3 separate regions of the Hordeum vulgare genome follow, and regions 1 and 3 are each linked to region 2. A link is a contact called in public Hi-C data. All regions are on one chromosome and are shown on one strand. Each heading gives the region's core, a stretch centred on a gene start, on an enhancer-like site or on the middle of the called end of the contact. The rest is flanking DNA. Distances are from core to core; before and after follow the strand shown. Region 1 holds the start of LOC123425793 (isopentenyl-diphosphate Delta-isomerase I-like). Region 2 holds the start of LOC123425796 (chitin-inducible gibberellin-responsive protein 1). Region 3 holds the start of LOC123425798 (probable histone H2A.2).

Region 1 (2,700 bases), core at 190-2,689, 470 kb after region 2:
AAATAGACATGGGAATGACGGTGGGTTATCATCATAAAATTTTGGAGTTACTGTGATGACTGAGAATTGAGGGCGGAGGCGAGAGACTAGTGGAGGTAATGTGACACTACAAGCATGGATGGTGTGCCATGAAGGCGGCACTAGCCAACAACTCATGTGCGACAAGTGAGGTGGAGGAATGGGACAAGCACGAGAGATGACTCGTGACATAAAGACTAGCGAAAGACCAACACTCAACCATCGGCGGATAATCGATCTCGTGAGTTATCACAAATTGTAGCCCTTGTTGTGTGTGGGTTTTGGTTTCTAACTCACATGTCTGTTAGAGAATAGTGACATGTATGTGTGGTTGTTCGCTACATATTGTTGTGCCAACACAAAGTTAGGGGTAATCTCTTTTTTGTCCAAAGGGAGAAGGTGTAATTTTTGTGCCTACCCAGAGAGATGTTAGATGCCCATTTTTCCGCTGTACAATTCCAAGCAAACAAGAAAACATGGCAACTAAAAAAACATGAGTGTTACTTGGAAGAATATATTCCTTCAAAAAGAGAAGATATTTATACACATTATTTTTGATCTTATACTAAATAATTGTCTGTGCGCTGCAACCAAAATGTAATTATTTAAATAGATTAGTCCATGGTTGCACATTATTACGTTGGTGTGGTAAAACCTTAGCAAATTTTTGTACACAGTCAACATGATTTACATGTCATACTCCTGTTAAGCACTTACTATTTGATAAATATTTATTGACTTATAAAAAAGAGTTTATTTTAATAAGTTAATAAAACGTGAGATGGTTGAGTCTATTTGAAGGAAAATCGATGGAAGGAAAAATCAAAGATGGTAGGAAAAGTCAAACAGGAGAAAGGAATATGGAATGTATATAGAGAGATTGGATGAAGGAAAAGGTGAAGCGAAAAGTTCTTTTTAAATAAAATAAAAATATACAATAATAATTAATAATATAATATATAAGTAAAGATTAATAACCATACAAACTCAACTAAAATAGATGGTCCTACACCTTAAAATAAGGGATGCCATACCCCCGCAACATCCGAAGGCTACAAGCCCATCGCGTGGCAAGCTTTTGCACTGAACTTGCACGCAGTATGATTACCATATAAGATAATGTAATTTTTTATTCTAAAATATGCCATTTTTAAAAGTTGCCTTTGAACTTTATTTGGCATGGCCCCTCGTATGGCATGTCTCTCGACTTAGGAAACGCAGCCCGGGGCCCACAGCTCAGCGACCGAAGCGAGTATGGAAACGCCCCCCTCGCGAGCGCCGGAGCCTCGCACCCGAGTACGCTTCCGGACCGCAGGGAATCCCGGCTGCTCGCGTGGATATATTCGCTGACACACCGGGCCCACAACGCCGCGCCGCCGGCCCCCTCCCCTCTCCGTTATTTATCAGCCCCCGCCTCAGTCCTCACCTGTCGTCGCCCCCACCCCTGCGCAGCGCATACACACTGCGCACGGCCGCAGAGCTCTCGCGTCGCCTCCCGGACACCTCCGCCGCGAGACATGGCCGGCACGGGCGACGACGCCGGGATGGACGAGGTCCAGAGGCGCCTCATGTTTGACGACGAGTGAGCGTCCGCATCCTACTCTTCCTCTCCCCCGCCTCTAGTTGTTTTTTAAGTTGAAGCATCTCGTCAGAGTTGTGCTGAGATGCGCGCATCTGGATTTGTCGGGCGTGTTTCACGTCTGGGTTTTGAGCCTTCGGCCTCGTATGTTTGGCTGCTCCGTTGGATCTCGTCTGGGATCAGAACGGGAGGGTGTGGGATTTGAATTTTGAACATTGGATCATGTGCTCGTCTTGCAGTGATGGCTTGCATCCCCGGTCGACTTGCGTGTCCGGGGAGGCATGAGGTATCGATCTCGTCCTATATATACTGTGTGGGAGACCGCTGCCCCACAAATTCCGGACATGCCATTGCCGTGCGACGAGGGCACTGTAGTGCAGCCTCTGCGTTTGGCTACAAAGTACAGTACTGTACATCATAGCATCGTGGCAGCAAGAAACAGCTAGTACTAACTAGTACTACCAAGCAGGGGTTTGACCCCTCCTAGGACTGCCTGCTCGTTTTAGACGACAAGCAGGCACCTAGTTCTTTGCAAAAATTGTCCATGTTTTGAATGTGCTAAACGTGATCTGAGGTTGTGGTTTACAAGCTACATAGCCTGGAGGCCATAAAAAAGGCTCAGGTTACGAGCAGTACAAATTTGACTGGGAACTTCTGAGTAGGCGAGCGTGGATCAAAGATAGATTTCCTTAGGAATTAGTGAGGTTGTTGAGTATTTCTATTCAAAATCTCAAAAAATCATGACTGCAGTATACAGTGTTACACACCAGTAATCGGAATGAAAATCAATGGTATGCGGGACACATAGAAAGAACATGTGGCACAATTTTTTTTTCTCGAACTTACTCTTTTTTTTGTTTCTCCAAACGCTCAAAAATATGGCACTGAATTTTTATATGTCAACATCGATTCAGCACCACATGTTCAGGATTTTTTGTGGATTTTTCTTTTGTGCACCATATAAATATCCAAACAGTTAACAGGTGTAGGTATACCCGTGCTTATAAAAGCCTCACTATGTTTTTTGTAATAAGGAGCTCACATTCCCCTTTTCACATTGTATTATGTGAAACTGATAATTATATGAAGGGCTGAATTTGCAA
Region 2 (2,700 bases), core at 136-2,635:
AAGCGTTTGGGGTCAGCTTTCTTGTGTGTGGCTGAAGATGCTTTCATGGTCTTAATTTCTTTTTTGGCGAGTGGACCTTGCCTTTATTATAATCACTGCACAGTTAGTTTAGCCTTGGTGTGACACCACTTCACAAAGCCAAAGCGTACCTTTTCTCTTTCTCCATGTCTCTCAGCATTATATTTATAAAAAAGTCGATTCGTGTTTTTGGTGGCAGCTTCGCGCATGCCGCTGCAAAAATAATTTAGAAAGGAGATCATAGAAGGTTTTCAGAGCACTGAGCACCCATCATCGTTCGTTCTCGCGCATCGAATCCGCATCAGGTGAGACGTCAGTGGCCTGCTCATCCAGTAGAATAAGCCCACTAGGTTCCAATAGGACGACGACGGGCCCCAGGGGAGTTCATGGGGTGCGGCCCATTCACAGCTGTTCCTTCCTTCCTTAAAGTTTAAGAACGCGGGTAGTCGCAGCAAGTTTGCATCGTGCCCAGCGTCCTTCTAGAAGCCAGCCTACGTTCTTGCTTTGTTCAGACCTGGAGCTCACATTTGGTGGCAAACTTTCTTACGTACGGATAACTAGCTACCTTACTGGGTGCGTTTGAACTACATGTCACATCTCCGTAGCCATTGCACAGTGCATAAAATCCAGTAAAAAACGTACACGATCCCTATCACAAAAAAAAAATACTGCTTGCACATTTTTAAAATTTACCACTTGCGTTGGAGTTTGCAGTAATGGAAAAATACTGAGAAAAGAAAGTGGAAAGTAGGCAGCAGGCCAATCGCATTTCTTGTACCGGAGGAAAAAAAAGAGGCATCACATTCTCCCATCGAAATGGAAACCACCGAGGCAAAAGCGGGAGCGCATCCCACATCACCCTCCTCCGTCGTCTTCCTCGCGGTGGTCCCCGCGCCAACGCACGGGGCCCACGTCACCATCTTATCTCCCGCAGCCCCGTCTCATCGGACGGACGGGCGGGCCAAGCAAGCATCCATCCGCGAACCGCCGAAGCCCCCGGGCCACACACACGATGGCCAGCCCACCCTCGGATCCCGATCGCACGGCCGCGGACCGTTCAAACCTCCTTGCGCGTGAGGTCAAACGCGAGACCGCGTGTCCGTGCTGCCGGCGTCACGCGTGTCGTGGCACCTCGCCGCGCGCCGCACGTGACTGCGCGTCGGCTCGGTGGAGCGTCCGATCCTCATCCGACGGGGCCCGTGCCTCCGCCCGTAACGGCGTGAAGGGCGCGGAAGCCACGGCGTCAGGACGCGGGAGCGCTGACCGGGGAGACGGCGTCAGGCGCGCACGGTCGCCGTCTGCTCGGAGCCGGGGGCATATAAAGCCGTGGCACTTTGGGATTTATTTATTTCTCTCTCGCTCGCCGTCTTGCTTGTGATAGATATTAATTATCGCGCACACGAAAAGAGGGAGGGGGCGCAAAGAGAGAAGGGACTAGGACACGAGAACCACAAGAGAGAGAGAAGAAAAGCGAGAGAGAAAGGGAGGGAGATTGCTGGAGGTGGATCGAGGCGCCGGGCCGGCCGTGCAGATCGGAGGAGGTGAGAGCTCCCGTCCTCGTACCTCGTCGGCTTCCGTGCCTGCTGTGCGACTGATTTTTGCCGGAAGCCGCTGAATTGCTGTGCTTTTTTTGGGTGTTTTTTGCCTGGCTATTTCGGGTTTGATTCCATAGTTCGGGAGGGCGAAGGTGGGATCCTGGGCGGGTTCCGGGCTCTCGTTCGGCGATGAGATGGGCTGTTGGACGGGGTTTGGTGGTTCGGGTGAGTGGTGTCTAGCTGACGAATCAGTTGGGGATTCGTCTTGGTTTGAGCCAATTCGACCTGCCAAAGGCCTCGGCTGAGAGCATTTCGCTTCTAGCTTCCACGGATGACCTCCATTTCGGGGACGAAGGAGTTGATCCTGCTCCGCTTCCGCTCTGGAGGCTACTGTTGCATTTTGTTCCTAATTTTATACTGGCTGGCTCCTAGGTCTAGGTGGGCATGGCCTACTTATGGTTCGTCTGATGGGCGCTCATCCGTGCGAGATGTACTTTTATGTTACTTGCCTGGACTTGTGCCCGGAATTTATTATTCCAGAGTTAGTTAATTTCGTCGCCAAATTAGTGATTCTCATGTTAGAAATGGAACCATCGCTGCCTCTGGTTTATGGAAACATGGAGGCAGGCATACAGTAGTAGATTGATGCGGTAGCTCCAACTAGTCTAAACTAATTTTCCCGGGGAGGAACCACAGGATCTATCTGCCTCCTTGATTGGGACATATACACCTCGGAAAAAAAAATCTTATGTTTCGCTTGATTGACGAGTCAATTGGACCTGCCTTTCCTGAAGACGATTCATGGAAAAAGAACTCCCTTACCAGGCAAAGTGCCCCAATAGATGAACGAATCGAGGTTGGTCCTTGAGAGTGCGTCACTAACTTAATATCCAATAATCAATACTACGATTTTAGCTACCCTTAGCAGCTTAGCCTACTACACATGTTACACAAATTGGCTTCTTGTGTGAGTGATGAAAGGTGCTGCTGATTCCACACGGTCTGAGTGGTCAAACTTCTTGTTGCTAGTGGGGGGGGGTTCCATCTTGGGAATTCATAGGAAGAGCTACGGACCAATAGTCAAACCAACAAGGCTGGTCAATCGTCTTCAACCAACTAGAGAATCTTAGGGTCCGCTGAACATTGG
Region 3 (2,795 bases), core at 221-2,720, 390 kb before region 2:
ATTTCCTATCCCCCTGAATCATAGTATGTACTTACTTCCTTCGTTCCTAAATATAAGTATTTGTAGAGATTTCACTACATATTACATATGGATGTATATAGACATATTTTAGCGTATAGATTCATTCATTTTTCTCCGTATGTAGTCAGTAGTGAAATCCCTAAAAGACTTATATTTAGGAACGAATGGAGTAGATATTGGGAGTAGGTAGGGTGATACTAGTTCAATCGAACACATTAAGAACACACGTGTAAAGAACACAACGTGGCTGCTGTCGTGCGCTTGGAGCTCCGGGTGGTCGCTGCCGTCGGTGAGGTCCGCGCCCGCGCCCACCGTGCTCCTGGTAGCCGCATCGCCCGAATCCGCCGTGCCCTGTCGCGCCAAGCCTACAACCGCGCCCATCTGCACCCGTCGCCGACGCTAGTGAGTCGTCGCGCCCGCGCTCCCGCAGCTCGCCAAGTCCACTGCTGCGAGCTTCGCCAGGCCCTCGTCCTTGCCCGCCTCGCCTTTCTGCTCCGATCGCGCCCTAGCTACAACGACTCGCCCATGCCACGCCTGTGGTCGCAAGCACCCGCCCCTGCTGGTGCAGCGCCCGTGCGCGTTCGTCGGGGCCTGCCCTCGCCCGCCCGCCCGCCTTCGCCGCCCACATGCCCGCGACCTGCGCGCCTGCCTGACCACCACACCCTACCCTGCCCGCTCGCCCTCACTGGCTGCGTGCCCGCGCCCTGCTCCGCCTGCCCCGCCGCGCACCGGTCGCGCTTGCGCGCCCGCCTTGCCGCCGCGCCCTGCCCTCGCCCGCTCGCCCTTGTCGGCTGCGTGCCCGTGCCCTGCTCCGCCCGCCCCGTCGCATCCCACCCGTGCCTGCGCGCCCGCCTGGCCGCCGCGCCTGCTCGTACGCCGCCCACATCGCCTAGCCGCGCTCACCCGCCCCGACTCCCATTGCTGCTGCTCGTCGGCGCGCCGTCCCTGCTCGTCAACCTCGTCATGGTCGTGGGTGGAGCGCTGTGTGAAAAAGAGGAAAGAGAAGGATGGGTGAGTGGGCCCATCGGGTTTCAATGACAGGCGGGTGAGCTCTCACATGCAACGGACACAACTCGAACAAAAAGTGTCCAAAAAGCATACGTGCGTGTTCGTTCTTAAATTTGATCCGTAAATGGATTAAACGAACATGAAACGAACAAAAAATGAATATGCTCTTACGTGTTGAGTTCATGTCGTTTATATCCATTTTACGTCAAAGACATGTACACGGACAAGACGGGATCGCGGTGGAGTTGGAGTTAGCACCGACCCCGAAACGGCGAAAAGCCGAGGCGGTAAACCAAAAACCAACCGCTCCACGGCTCTTCCCATCCGACGGACTGGATCCCGCCGCTCGCCGCATGTCCTCTCCACCACGTCACCGATCCGCGCACTCCCCTCGCATTGGCTCTCCTCCTCTATATAATCCACCCCCCACCCACCGCTCCTGCCTACCAGCCGTATACCCACACCACACCCCCTCCGCACTTGCTCCCGTAGCTTCTCGCTTCCATTCCTCAACCGCGGAAACCCTCGGAGTACTGTAGACATGGCTGGGAGGGGCAAGGCTATCGGCTCCGGCGCCGCCAAGAAGGCTATCTCCAGGAGCTCCAAGGCCGGGCTCCAGTTTCCCGTCGGCAGGATCGCGCGGTTCCTCAAGGCCGGCAAGTACGCCGAGAGGGTTGGCGCCGGCGCTCCCGTCTACCTCGCCGCCGTGCTGGAGTATCTCGCCGCTGAGGTGCGTGGAATTCTATTACCCGATGCCTGATTTTGCTGCTTTGGGTGGTGAATTCGAGCGGTTGGTGTCTCGTCGATCGGTGGTTTGTCCGCCAAATTGGGGAAAATTTCTAGGGTTTCGGATGAGAATACTAGTACTATTTGTATCTGTCGCCTCTCACTTTTCTTTGTGCCTAGGCGGTTCTGCTCGCTAATTTCGCTTGAAGCTTTGTCGAATTTTAGAGTAACCGTTGCGACTCCCTTGTTTGTGCAGGTCCTGGAGTTGGCCGGGAACGCCGCGAGGGACAACAAGAAGACCCGCATCGTGCCGCGACATATCCAGCTTGCCGTCCGCAACGACGAGGAGCTCTCCCGCCTGCTCGGTATGGTCACAATCGCCAGCGGCGGTGTCATGCCCAACATCCACAACCTTCTGCTCCCCAAGAAGGCCGGAGGCAGCGCCAAGGCCGCGGCTGCCGATGACGATAGCTAGATGACGGCTCCTTCTCGGTGGTCGTGGGTGCTCGGCTGTATCTGTGTAGTAGCGTGTTCGGTCAGAAGGTTGTGGATGTTGTATCTGTGTAGTAGCGTCTGCAGTCAAGTGTTGCCTAGGTGTTGCGTTTTACTAGGAGTAGTACGTATTAGTTTCTGAATGAATCTGTGTGCTTGTACCGGTGCTAAACTAGGTGTGGACAATGGTTACATCCTCTGTAATTCGTTGCTACGTTCTATAGAAGTCGCATCTATGAATTGTTACATTCTCTGCACTTGTCAAATTCTACTACCGTGTTCTTGTCAAATTTCCACTGTCAATTCTTGCCTATTTTTTCATCTTAAATGTTCGACCAAGGATAGAAAACGATTGAAATGGTATGGGAGATAAACAATTATCAGTCCACATATAGCAGCCGCTGCACATTGTTTTGGGTGCCCTGACTATCCGGACGGTGAAGAAACGGTAGGTACAGATCGAGAAAAGGAAGCTAAGACAGCACAACAGCAGTACGAATACGAATCTGGTACCAGGTCTCACGCCACATTGCAAAAGGCAGACCAAG

Evidence for each region. A called contact is a pair of places that touch in the nucleus more often than the background predicts.
Region 1: a Hi-C map of leaf shows a contact between it and region 2, with 4 times the contacts expected there. The contact joins the promoter of LOC123425793 here to the promoter of LOC123425796 in region 2. A contact is called at or near these places in 2 of 6 Hi-C or Micro-C datasets (leaf and seedling).
Region 3: a contact with region 2 is called in a Hi-C map of seedling, with 4 times the contacts expected there. The contact joins the promoter of LOC123425798 here to the promoter of LOC123425796 in region 2. A contact is called at or near these places in 4 of 6 Hi-C or Micro-C datasets (leaf and seedling) and 1 of 1 datasets of contacts at active chromatin or transcription factors (embryo).

Annotation. Positions count from the first base shown.
Region 1 is chr2H:192,005,953-192,008,652 of MorexV3_pseudomolecules_assembly, reverse strand. It overlaps LOC123425793 (isopentenyl-diphosphate Delta-isomerase I-like), which reads left to right and starts at 1,439. Exons shown (of 6, transcript XM_045109531.1): 1 at 1,439-1,600. The coding sequence starts at 1,536.
Region 2 is chr2H:192,471,691-192,474,390 of MorexV3_pseudomolecules_assembly, reverse strand. It overlaps LOC123425796 (chitin-inducible gibberellin-responsive protein 1), which reads left to right and starts at 1,385. Exons shown (of 2, transcript XM_045109533.1): 1 at 1,385-1,559.
Region 3 is chr2H:192,866,315-192,869,109 of MorexV3_pseudomolecules_assembly, reverse strand. LOC123425798 (probable histone H2A.2) reads left to right here and starts at 1,470. Exons shown (of 2, transcript XM_045109537.1): 1 at 1,470-1,759; 2 at 2,012-2,493. The coding sequence starts at 1,571. The coding sequence ends at 2,230.